4 separate regions of the Mus musculus genome follow, and regions 2, 3 and 4 are each linked to region 1. A link is a contact called in public HiChIP or PLAC-seq and promoter capture Hi-C data. All regions are on one chromosome and are shown on one strand. Each heading gives the region's core, a stretch centred on a gene start, on an enhancer-like site or on the middle of the called end of the contact. The rest is flanking DNA. Distances are from core to core; before and after follow the strand shown.

Evidence for each region. Promoter capture Hi-C pulls out the DNA fragments that hold promoters and counts their contacts. HiChIP or PLAC-seq counts read pairs in DNA pulled down with a chosen protein or histone mark.
Region 2: a promoter capture Hi-C map of pre-B cells shows a contact between it and region 1, with 3 times the contacts expected there. The contact joins the promoter of Amer1 here to the promoter of Klhl15 in region 1. A contact is called at or near these places in 2 of 39 promoter capture datasets (liver and pre-B cells).
Region 3: a contact with region 1 is called in an H3K27ac HiChIP or PLAC-seq map of bone marrow-derived dendritic cells, with 6 times the contacts expected there. The contact joins the promoter of Msn here to the promoter of Klhl15 in region 1. A contact is called at or near these places in 1 of 39 promoter capture datasets (liver) and 1 of 115 datasets of contacts at active chromatin or transcription factors (bone marrow-derived dendritic cells).
Region 4: a promoter capture Hi-C map of pre-B cells shows a contact between it and region 1, with 2.4 times the contacts expected there. The contact joins the promoter of Zc4h2 here to the promoter of Klhl15 in region 1. A contact is called at or near these places in 1 of 39 promoter capture datasets (pre-B cells) and 1 of 9 other capture datasets (liver).

The regions. Positions count from the first base shown.
Region 1 is chrX:94,233,122-94,236,189 of GRCm38.p6, reverse strand. Klhl15 (kelch-like 15) reads right to left here and starts at 1,260. Exons shown (of 3, transcript NM_001039061.1): 1 at 770-1,260.
Region 2 is chrX:95,443,479-95,446,473 of GRCm38.p6, reverse strand. It overlaps Amer1 (APC membrane recruitment 1), which reads left to right and starts at 1,634. Exons shown (of 2, transcript NM_175179.4): 1 at 1,634-1,816.
Region 3 is chrX:96,094,363-96,097,661 of GRCm38.p6, reverse strand. Msn (moesin) reads right to left here and starts at 1,617. Exons shown (of 13, transcript NM_010833.2): 1 at 1,419-1,617. The coding sequence starts at 1,430.
Region 4 is chrX:95,656,570-95,659,884 of GRCm38.p6, reverse strand. Zc4h2 (zinc finger, C4H2 domain containing) reads left to right here and starts at 1,376. Exons shown (of 5, transcript NM_001003916.2): 1 at 1,376-1,633. The coding sequence starts at 1,581.

The DNA of each region.
Region 1 (3,068 bases), core at 11-2,510:
ATTTGAATTAAAGGATACCGTTATTTAAATAAGCAGTTGGCATTTTGTAGAGGGAAGGCCAACGAACACTGACTATTAAACAGCTATCCATCACTGCGCTGTTCTGCTAGTCCTTATTTACTTATAATATAGAAATGAAGAGGCAGCAACAGTTAGCCACATTAACCACTCAAGCAAAGGTTACCTAAAGAAAATGACCTTACATTTTCCTACACCACTATACAGCTATAGATTATTTTCACATATATGACCTCATATAGTCCTCACTACCTCTCTGATGTGGCTATTATCGACTACACCGCATAGATAAGAAACTGAGGCTCCGTCCGAGATCTCCTCAGTGCGAGATTTTCTCAGTCGCCCAGTCGGACCCAGACATTCTGATTATGCCGCACGCATTATGCCGCACATTTCGCATAGTTCTATTTAAGGCACAAACAGGATTTTTAAAGGGAAGGAACCGGTTAAGGGGGAAATAATCATGGTACCTGCAGCTCTATGCTGCAAAAAATGGCTGAATTATGCTTCTTCCTTTTTTTCTCCTCTCTCTCTCTCTCTCTCTCTCTCTCTCTCTCTCTCTCCCCCCTCCCACCAGAAAAAAATTTACATTTCAAACAATTTAAGTAAACTCAAAAGACAAATTAGCTCCCAGCATCTACAAAATGTTTGAGTGCGGCCAGTGCGGTGAGGGCCACGGAACCCGTGCCTTCCTCGGGGCCGCGAGCAAAGCCTGGGCTCCGCAGGCCGGCGGCCAGGGGCGGCTACGCACCTCGGGGGTCCTGTCCAGCCTCTAGTGGACGGCAGTCTGCATCAGGAAGAAGTGGGCCAGTGGCCGAACGGTGGGAGGGTCGGGCGCCGGGATGGACCGCGATAGCTCCTCGAACCTCTACAAGGGGCCGCTCCCTGGCCGGGCCGGAGCGCTCCGGCGCCGGGCGAGCTCGCAAGCCCGAGGCCCCCCGAGAAACAGTCCTGGGAAAGAAGACAGCGGTTGAGTGGCGAGTCCAAACAGTTGGGCTAGGCGTGACGCGCGCGGCGTCGGGGCCGGGGCCCAGCCTCGCCAATACCGGGGGATGTCGCGGCACTGCACGGGGCTCGGCTGGAGAGGCGACTCAGGACCACCAACTGGGGGACAGCTGAGGGGGCCGAGGGCAACAGAAACGCCAGCGGGAACCACATACACGACGGCGTCTCCGGGTTTCTGCCCCCAAAGCGCGCGGAGCCTCGGGATCACCCACGCCGGGGGTGGAGGAAAGCGGGAAAGGGGCGGGAAAGGGGCGGGGCGTGAGAGGGCCACGAGCCAGGGGCCGCTCCGGGCCTCGCGCCCCCTGCGGGCCGAGGGAGCCGCCCGGGGCCCGCCCAGGGGGGCGGGGCCCACGGGCTAGGGGCCCGGGCCAGGGTCTCGAGGACGCAGAGCCGAGCCTGTCCCCGAGAGAGGGCGGGGACTGGAAGCCGTGGGTTAGGGAGCAGGCCTGGGAGGCCCCCTTAGCCCCTGAAGGCGCCCCGTGGGGGCCGGCGCGCCGCCTGGCGGGTGTTTACCTTCCCCCTGGTTGAACGCCAATGCCGCCATCTTTCAGCCCAGGCGCGTCACTTCCGGCGCCACGGAACGGGAGCCGGTGTGGGAACCGGGTAGAGGGAGGGTTGTCCCACGCCAGCTGCGCGCCTTGCCCCAGAGGCGGGCCTGCTACTGTAGTGGGGTTGGGGGGTGACGCGGCGGGGCCGGGGCCAGAGAGAAAGGAGGTAGAGGGGCTCTGCAGGAGGGATCCGCTGAGGTTGACCCTCAGAGCCCTGCCGTCGAGGCTGGAGAGACTCGGCCGTGCACTTCCACCCCTGCAGCAGGGTCACTCCGCCTGGCCCGGAGGTGGGCCCCGTGGCGCTGCAGCGAACACACAGTGCGCAAGTTGAGGGCTAGGAAACCTGGAAAATTCCATTTTTGCATCTTGCACACCGTCGGATGAGGGGAGTTTTGCCAATGGTACCTGTTATAAAAGTGACTAGGTGGACGCCAAATGGCAATCATTTTTTATAAGGCAATTTGCAATGAATCATTGCGTCACGGTTCCACTTAGCTTATCGCATGCAAATTACATGTTTCACATGCAAATTTCCCAGAGATGGAAAGAGTCATCGAAAATGGCATTATCTTCACCAAAGGTAGAAAAGTACGAGCTAAAAAAGCGGGTTTGTTTTGCATCAAAATAGGCAAGAAGGAATATACAGAAGGCACCAATTTCAGTTGTTCCTTGAGGAGGGGTCTGTTTGTTTTACAAATCTGCTCTAGAATTCTAGGTCATGGCTTTTAAATACTACCCTTACTTGATTTAAGAAAATGGAAATACACTGTAAGACTTTTGTAAATTTATTATATATCTCTGTAAGAGAGCTGTAGATGACAAATACACAGTTGAAGCCACTGGTTCTACGACCAGTTAAAAATTAAGACAACCGTTAACCATTTCTGATCTTAACAGATCTCTTTGCTTCCCCTGTCTCTAGCTCCACCACCGAAGCCCATCCCCCACCCCCACATCGCCACTTCTCTCTAAATGAATATCCTGATGAACTTTTCAAGAGACTGTGACTAAAAGTGATCAGTATCTCTTTCTAACAAACTTGATTAACATGCCACATTTCCCAAGAGGCCAAAGTAGCACATCGTGTACTGTTTTGCTGAAGTACACTACTTCATTGTAAAAATAATTATTATTTTGAAAATAGGAAATAATCTCTTTTCTGACTTAAACACTGAAAGTTCAAAACTTGTCTCACCTATTCTGTTTTTTCCAGTAGCCCCTTTAATGCCTTTATTTGTGTTGGTTATTTTTAAATCCTAGCTGGTTGGGTGGGTGAGCTGGCTCAGCAGGTAAGGGTGCTTGCCACAAGAGTTCTAGCCTCAGGATCCACAGAGTGGAAGAGAGAACTCTCTTCACTCACAAGTTGTTCTCTGACCTTGACATGTGTCATGCCTGCACACATACACACTTAAACAAAAGATAGTAAACAAAAGATAGTAACAAGATCTTAAATTCTAGTTTGCTATCTTTGTATATTACTGCTTGATTACCCCAGAA
Region 2 (2,995 bases), core at 385-2,884, 1.2 Mb before region 1:
AAATCGAATAATTGGCTCCGATGGGAGACCAGGTTGGCCAAGGTCTCATAGCAAGTCTGAGGCAGAAAGAAGAGTAGATAGATGCCAGCCCTTAACAGCCACAACAATTCCTTAGCTTCACACAGGCAGTGGCAGCAGTCCACGTCTCACTAGTTCAGCTTCTGTGTATTTACAAGGTAGACAAGATCCAACAGGGCAACAGGTGACTATTCATTGGGGGTTGGAGGTGGGGACTGCCATTGTTTTCTAATCCTTCTCTGATCCTCACCCTCAATTCACTTCTCCCTCCCCTTTTAGACATTGAAGGAGTTTTCAAGCTGGGATTTCTGTACATTCCAGAGCTGGTTATACAACCGGATTCTTTGTTGCTCCAGCTCACCTGGCACTGGCAGTTACTAATGCCACTTAATGTCTTTAGGCTAGTTAGAGGCCTAAGCTCAGCTGGCCCGTTGCCACATTCCAGACACAGTAGCCTGTAAGGCTGGTCTGACAGGCCTCCTCAGTGTTCCTCAGTATGACCTCTGGTTAGGGCTCACACAAAACTTCTTTCCCTATCTAGAAAAGGGATCTGCACAGACCAGACTCACAATTGATGAAGTGTGCTCTGGAGATCTTTGTTTGTTTAATTTTGCTTTTGTTTTTGGAGACAGGGTTTCTCTGTATAGCCCTGGCTGTCCTGGAACTCACATTGTAGACCAGACTAGCCTCAGACTCAGAAATCCGCATGCCTCTGCCTCCCGAGTGCTGGGATTAAAGGCATGTGCCACCACTGCCCGCCTGGAGATCTTGAGAATCATTCCATGTTCGTTGGAAGGTATGGAATTTAGGTGAGAGGCCAACTATTGAAATAGTATACTCTAAAAACAGTTATTTTCCTAGGGAAGAAAAGTGAAAGGTACCCTGAAAGGTAAGTATAGGTCTATATTCCAAATATGTCCCAGTTACTGGCAGTCTAAGTAACGGAGGTGAAGTGCCTTTTCCCAGGCAGCACTGATGGTAGTTGACCTCAATCTTGCCTTCCCTAAGAGCCTGGGGCAAGCAAGGAAAGTGCAGGGCTAAGGAGCCAGGTGGTGTGGGGGTGGGAGGACCAAGAGGCAGGTCACTTTCCTGACAGGTGATTTCCTCTCTGGGAAGACCAGCCACCTGGCCCTGCTGCCACTCTTAATAATTAGCCAACCATGGTGCTAAAGGTTTCTGCAGGCCCCACAATCTCTGGCTCCTTCCTTTTCTCCCCCACTTCTCACAGCTAGTCTCGAACTGAGTGGAGAAACTCTTTGGTAGCAACCTGGGAGCAGTAGCGCAAAAGCACCAAGTTAAGGAATGAGGAATGTATGCAAAATCGAAACCGAGTTCCAAGAGTCTGGCAAGTCCCATTTGGGCGGGACTAGCTCCGGGAGTAGGGTGTGTAGCCACGCTGAAACCCGCCCCGCGTGGGAGCGGAAGTAGGGAGTCCCTGCAAGGGGTTCGACAACCTCTCCGCCCCCCTGCCAATACCACGCCCGATTTATTTGCATTTAAAGAGAGAAGCACCAAGGAAAACAGTGGGCGGGCGAGGGCATGCCTTCCAGCCGTCATGATTGGACTGTATGCCTGCCAATCATATCACGGACGTCCCACCCTATAACTGTGGAGTCCGGGGTGAAGGGGGTATGGGGGAGCTGCCCAGAGCCTGGAGAAGGGTAGTCGGCGCAGAAGACTGCTGTAGTCCCGGTGAAGGCTGCGGCAGGAGCAGTGGTGGCGTTCTCAGCAGAGGCTCCAGCTCAAATCGGAGCAGCGCAGCAGACAATAAACAGCGCTGGGAGCTGGACCTGGCAGGGTAAGCATTGCACACAGCTAAGAGCCATCCTGCTGAAGGTCTAGTGCATCCCCGCGTGCTCCGCTCTGGTCTCCTGGACTAGGGTTTCCAGAGCCTGGCTGATCGGAGTCCCAGCCTCTTGCTGGTCTTTCTTTGAACTCGCTTTGCGTACTGTCCAGCGAAGGGCCCAGCGGCCGTTAGTCTTTAGGGTCCGGGCGACCGTGGCTGGGGGGTGGGGTGGGAGGGCCGGAAGGCGGGCGGACTATCCTGGGCTACGCCTCTAGGTTGTAATGGGAGGCTGGGATGGGCCCACACGTGCTGTTGCGTGGTTCCGGGAAGGGCGCCGCTAGCCAGCACCCGGAGAACGCATTTGCAGGCCGGGAACTCCTTATCTTTGTTTGTAGTATATTTTCTGGAACAGCTGTTAGGCCGGTGCTGCTCACCCGCGAGGCCTTGCTGTGGCCCCTCCCCTCTGCGGTGCATCTCCTATGTCTCTCCTCTGCAGAGGAAGCTGGCGCGCTCGCTTATGGCCAGACTGAGACTGGCTTTAGGGTGGATTAAGATATCCACAGTCTGTTCCTCCTCAAGGGAGCACAGTTGGGTTTCTGAACTTCCCACTTATCCTGGAACCTTGGTCCTATGGTCCCAACCAGCCGCACCCCCTCCTGGGCCTCCAGTCTGTCGTTTGGCTCCCACCCCCATTGCAGGCGGGCTGGACCAGGAGCTCTTACTGGCCCTTGGGTTAGAGCTGCAAGGCCGCTTTGTTGCCGCCCCCACCCCCTACGCGCCTCTTTTCCCTTGTAGGGCATAGGGCGCGTTTTTTTTTCTTTTTCTCTCCAGCCTTTGGTTTAAAATAGCAATAGGCACAATATTGTGGGGGGATTTCCCTGCTAGAGGCGGAGGGGGCCGTCGTTGTAGTAAAGAACACACAGTATATATAAGGCAGACAAATCCTACAACTTCTCAGTTACTTAAAATACCCAGCCTGCCAGACTGCTGTCATTGTCTGCTGCAGACACCTCTGACACTGGTGACCGCCCAAAGGCGTGATTTCTCCTGAGCTCCCCTTTGAGGGGCTAAGCTTGCCAGATGAGCCATGGGAGGCAAAGGCGGCAGCGGGACTAATACAGCAGGACCATCCTCCCTGTCGCTGGACTCGCCTTGAGAGAAGTGTAGACAGCCCTGTTCGCATATGTCTTC
Region 3 (3,299 bases), core at 368-2,867, 1.9 Mb before region 1:
GCCTGCCGAACGGAAGTCTTGGGGTGAAGGAGGCGACAGGAGGGCAGTGGAGGAGGGGAGCAAATTGTAATTTCACATATGTATATACTTTCACAAAGTATACTTTTATATAAGACCAGGAGACTCTCTCAAAAAATAAAAAATAAAAAAAAGAAAAGAACCCCCCCAAAAAAAAACCCCACCTTGGTATTTCTTAAGAACAGAGTTCTGAGAAGGCAAGGACGATTAGGCAGTGTAGCTAGAATACAGTAAGGGTAGCAAGGAAACTTCAATATAGACACAAAGACCTCCTGTATCTATTCACTCTCCTCTCTTCCGAGGCACCCTCATCCCTTCTCCAGCATCCTAGTCACTGTCTCAGTTCTACCAGGCTCAGGCAGTACTAGAGAGATGGGTAGGCTAGCAATATACAACATGGGAGCCCAGCAAGCCCCATTACCTAAGAAACATAATTCACGGTGGTCATAGGGCCTTCATGAGCAAGGACCTGGCGTGACTTGCACAAAAGCAAGCAGAGCTCATTAGTCAAGCACATACCCCTCCCCCACCCCTCCCTACTGGGCATCCGGCCCCCCTAGGCCTCACTCCCTGGAGGCTTCTGCGAGCAACAGCCAGTGGGGTGGAGACCAGATCTCAAATCAACCACCACACTAGATAGGTGTGGCCCCCACAGGAGAAAACCTATACCTCACAAAACGGTCCTGAGGGGATAGAGAGGCACTATGTCTGACAGGGATTTAATAGAGGAAGAGAAACCTGCCCTGTCTTCCAGTGGGTTGTGTGGGCCCCTCCACAGACTTGTGCCTAATGAAGTGTTTGTACCCCTGGGTAAAGTAACCCAGTTGATGAGACCCTTCACAAATCTTCATTTCCCTGGGGAAAGCAGTTGGGGCTAAGACGCGGTGGAAGGGGACAGAGCAGAAGTGGGGTAGAAGAGGGGCGGTTATGGGAAAGGTGGATGGGTGTGCGGGATCCGCCCTGGGCAACTTCCTCTCTCCTCCCCGCTTCTCTGTAAGCTTGGGGGCTCTTCTGAGACAGTGATAGCTTTGCTACAGAAAGGCGCCAATTCCTGGGCCGGGGAAATGTTCTCAAAAGTAAAGTCGTTTCCCCAGTTCCCAACGACCCTTTAGAATAGGGGATTGATCCAGTCCCTCAAAGAGTTTCCACTGTCTCATCCCAGAGGCGGGGAACTGGAACCCGAGAAAGGCTGGCTCCTCCTTATCCACACTTCTAGTTTGTACACCCTGTCACCCTCTAGAGCGCTCAAATTAGGGCTCCACTATCTTCTCCTTCCTAGGGCCTTAGTGGACAGCCCAGCATCCCCGGCAGGCCTGTGAGCAACCAAGCCCGAAGCCATAAAGTGGCAAGGGTCAAGCTTGGAGCCCCCAGGGCCGACCGCGCTAGTTGTCGGCACTCACCGTCTTCGGCATGGTGGCGGCAAGGGCAGAGGAGTTGGTGAAGTTTGGCTGGAAACTGTCGGGCTGCTCTGAGCGCGCAGTACACTTCGGCAAGGACTCCGGAGAACCGGGTGCTCAGATTGGGTCCCACTCTAGCGTTGGGCGACTGCTCCGCTTCCTGCTAACGGGCCACGACTTTACAAACCCCACCCAGGAAAGAGCCGCCCCCGTTGCGCTGCTCGCTCCTTTATGTGGCCGGGCTTCCGCGCCTCTCCCCGCCCTCCCGCCAGCCTGCCCGCGGCTTCGGGCATCGCCCCGCCCAGCCCGGCCCAGCCCAGAGAGGCTACTCTGGCCACGTGGGGGGCCAGGCTCGGGGCCAAAACTCCCCAAGGACTCCCACTCCCCACTAGTGCCCACTCTGCCCCCTCCCACCTTTCCTCACTGCCCCCCTCCCTCCAAGTTTCGACCATCTGACTCCGCCCCCAGTCTGAGCCAGAGCTTGACTGGGGGGCCACACCCTAGCAGATGCTTTTCAGCCCTGAACCATGAGTTACCAATGTTGGGAACCCGTTGCCTAGTAGAACTGCTGAGTTCCCTCTCTAGGAAGCCTTGTTGGTTAGAAAGTTCCCGCTTGTGGACATTTGAACTCCTCTTTTTCTCTGTGACCTCCAATCATGCCACACCTAAGTTCCCTGGGACCACAACAAATCCTCTGCTGTCCATAGCAGCTCCTGAGAGTTCTGCTACTCCTCAGGAAACTTCTGGGCTAAACTTCAGCTCCTCCTCAACAGTTCACTCCCTTCTAGAGGACTCATTTAACCTGTGACATTTCCTTCGACCTTGTATTTATTTGTTTGTTTGTTTGTTTGTTTGTTTATTATTTATTTATTTCATTTTCTCCAGAACTGGGATCCTTTTCCAATTATCTGTCTTCTATGTTCACTTTCAGTCCTCCAATTCCCACTCTCCTCACATCAGTGTCTTGGTCTTTTCCTTAGTCCTTCCCCAACATTTTGGATTTGTTTTGTCTGTCACCAGAGCTGGCTCTAAACTCATTATTTAGCTTAGGTTTGTCTTGAACTCTCAGTTCTAAGACACTGGCTTAGGTTTGTCTTGAACTCATAATCCTACTACCTCAACTAGATTGCAGATGTCTGACACCGGTTCTATACATTCACTTGCTTTGACACAGCGCACTAACAGCAGCCAGTTGACTTGCATTCCCAGTCCTCCTGTTTCTACCACCTTAGTGCTCAGACAATACCAGGCAGACATTCACTTTTTGATAAGAGTATAAGACTCTCGGGTGATATATGCCCTCCAGTTCTGGCAACTGTGCAGGAGCATGGGTTGTGTGTCTTTCATGAAGTAAATTACCATATACCTCAGTGATGGAGAGTCAAACACAGAATAGTGGAAAGGACACCTCAACACTCACCAGGCTTCAGATCATTGTTTCATCATGAACTCAGCCTGTGTCCTCTGCACTTTCTTGGGTAATTCCCTTCCCCCCTCTAGTATTGAGTTTCCCCTTCCTTAACAATGACCAAACTACAGGGTTTCCAAGGTTCTTTCCCATCCAAACATTACAAAAAGAGGAGAAAGAAGTAGCCTATTCAGTAGCCTACAACATAAAGGTTGTATAAAGTCTTGCATTTACACTCATGAGCCAACATGCCTCTATTTCTGTCACTGATACCGCAGTTCATTGACAGGTGGGGGGGGGAAAAAGAACGTTCTCTGTCAAAACCCAAGTATTTGCCTCAAGGAAAAATAGCACCTTTCAGAAGACTTCAGTAGCAGGAGTAGACATGGTAGCCAATCAATCCTTGATACTGCCATGGCCCATGGACCCTCCACCCAATTCAACCTCCCAAATTTAAAGGAACTCACTGATTTCTT
Region 4 (3,315 bases), core at 127-2,626, 1.4 Mb before region 1:
CTCATATCACCCCAATTTAATTGCTCCTGTGCTTTTAAATTATTTTACTTTAGAATTTAGAGATGTAGCTTAGTAGTGGAGTACATGCTAAGGATGTATAAGGTTCTGAGTAGAATTTCCAGCACCAAAAATTGATATATACTCTAAATATAATTGCACATTATTTGGCATACAGTAAGCACAAATGCATACTGAATAACTATGTGCCTATAGGATGAATTCCAAACTCTAATCTGACACTCCATGGTATTTCAAAATCTGGCTGCTAGGGAATGAGCTTCAGTTTTGTTTTGTTTTGGTTTTTTTTTTCAGGGATGCTGATTCCATAATACTGTCCATGCTCCAGTAGATGGCCCTACACCGGTGCATGCACGGGTAGCACCAAAAAATGGCTTAAAGGAAGAATGCATGAATTTAGGAGGGAGATAGTTCTGGAAGGGATAGGAGAGTAGCAACTTGGGAGTGAATTTGATGGAAATACACGGTATAACACATAAAATAGCCAAAGAAAACATTCTAAAATATTTTTAAAATGTGTCTACAATCTATCTTTTCTTGATACAGCTTCTACTTCTCTCTCTAATATACCACTTCAAGAACCCTATATTCCAGGCACTTTGAACCACTTGCCCTTTGCATTCTCCATGTAGGCCATTGCTTCCATGAAATCTCACTCTTCTCTGGAAAACTCTTAGTTTTAAAAACATATTAACACCTTCTATGTTCAGGTTTCACTGATTATCTCGGCGTTGTGACAGCTCTATTTACAATATACTTCACTCTCTCCTTCACAAAGGCTACGAACTTGCTTTTATTTTCTTTGCCTCTTCAGGGCCTCCCTCAGTAAACCTTTCATTGACTGGCAAAGTACAAGCACACTAATAGTTCAGTGGATGAGGAACCAGAAGGAAAGAGGTCCTTCCTCCAACTCGGTTTCCTGATTTTGAAGAGTCCCCTTTTTCTTGTTCAGCCCCGTCTCCGCCGCTCCCCCCGCCCCGGTTTTCAGTTCCAGTCTATTTACATTTCAATGTCAAAGCTACAAATCCCTAGGTAGCATCTAGAAAATTTGACATCTAGGAAGCTAAATCACCTACAGTTTCTCTCCAGCCCAAGGCATTCTGTAATAAATGATTTCTTAATTTGTTGACAGGGTGGGGTGGGGGTAGGCGTGAGGCCCGAGTCCGAGTCTTGTGATAAAAGGTATGTTTCTCATCTTCCTAGCTGCTTTCGAGAAAATTTTCTCCATTTTGCCGCACATTGGTAGGGCAAATATCTTCATTCCTTTGCTTATAATCTTTGACATAATTATCAGTGACATATTGATTTAAAGTGCCGCTACAGGAACTGGAACAGGAATGCTTTGCTTGGCCTTCTGGGAGTTGTAGTTCTAGAGGCACCCGGGTTGCCTGGCTGGCCCCGGAACTGTGGACTACAGCTCCCAGGCCTTCTCTAAGCCCTTACCACACAGGCTCAAAGCCACAAACCAGTAGGAGGTGGCTGTATTGTATCTATTGTATGCCTTGGCTGGTGCATTTTTTTTTTTAAACAATTCCCTGGACGTGAAATTGAGAGTGAAAAGCATGGCAGATGAACAAGAAATCATGTGCAAATTGGAAAGCATTAAAGAGATCAGGTAAGCGGGTCACTGCTTAATGCAGCATCCTTCCACTCTCCTCGATCACCCCTCCCTTCCCAGGCATCCCTGGGAGCAAGGAGTACTGCTTGTTGTTGGTTTGTTTTTGTTTTTGTTGTTGTTGTTTGGTGAAAACTATCTATTGTTGGGCTACTTGCAAAGGGAATCAGGAGCTGGAAGGGGGTCCATTCATCACAGACTTAATAGATGAGGTGAAGAATGAAGGGGCTTGGCTAAATTGAAATCAAGTCTAGAGGAGGTAGTTGGTGGAAGTGTGTGTGTGTGTGTGTGTGTGTGTGTGTGTGTGTGTGTGTTGTGTGTACCAGGAAGAAGGGAAGAAGTGGAGATGGCGATGTCTTCCCAGATGTAGCTGAGATAGAATAGAGGTAGAGGGATAAACCAGGACAACTAAATGTATTTTTTTTTTTAGTGTTCTTTTTGTTTAGAACAAGTCGCTTTTTGCTTCTTGCTTTATAACAGTTGAGAATGATTTTTCTGTCAGCCTCATGACCCAGAGCTTGAGAAAGCCTTTTGAAAGCCAAGTTTAACTGGCCAATTCATTCAGTTTGCAACTTTGCTGTGGCTGTAGTCTGAGGATGCTGATGAAGCTGGGGAGTGGGCTGTTCTTATTTGCCTGTAACTCTTTCACCACTTTTTTTTTTCCTATCCTGGGGTTGGAAGAAGGTTGTGAACTATGAGGATGTGAACAAGAGCTGGAGGTTTGGCAAACTGAGAATTGTCACACCTCCAATAGGTTACTCAGTGAGCAAGTTTTTGATACTGCAGTGTTATTCCCGCCAAGAAAACAATAATAATTCAAATGCTGACTATGTTGGCCTCCCCTGCTGTGCCTAACTCCCTGAATCTGTAGTGTTTTTCAGACATATGGAAAAAGAAAGAAAAAGGACATAGAGTGTATCTTTTGTTAAAAATTAGGCCATATAATTTAACCCTGACAAAATTGACAATAGATTTAACCTTTGTGGTATCTCTGCGGGATCTACACATGGTGATGGTAGTGAAGAATCTTGGTTTCTTCTTCCTTTTGGAGGGATTGTGTGTTTTTCCTTTTGCAAAGTAAGGAAATGATCATTTATTGAGCCCCTGTTATGCCAGCCCCTCCCCCATTTCAATCCATTTTTGCAAGTTCCCTGTGACCTTTGTCATAAGTGGAAAAATGGGGGTCTGGAGAATTTGAGTGAGTTCTTATATTCATGAAGCTTAACAATGCTACATTTTCACAGGAATTGAGTCTGCCTACAAAGGCTCTGTTCTTCTGTTTCCCACTGAAGGTCTGCTGCTGTCTTTTTCTACAAAGACATCAGGAGATAGGAAATGAGATTCTTTGGTGCAGAAGAATGCTAAGGATGAAACTAATGAAAAGCTTAGACCTTTGAATAGAGGGTCTCTAACTTCAGTCTTCTCTTCATGGACTTTAAAATAAGTTTATCTTATCCCCAGAAGTGGACTATTTGGGATCAAGGTCATTAATCCCCAGTGAAAATAGACCCTTTTCAGTGGAGAACAAGTCAGGAGCCATGACTTCTTTTCTCAACCAGGTTAGATAGTAGAAGGAGAGATTTAGAGAGAAGGCTGAAGTTCCACTCCAATAACATGAATTTCCACTCCAATAACACTTGGTTGTTAAGAAAGATCCAGTGTAAAAGCTAGATTTCTGCTGA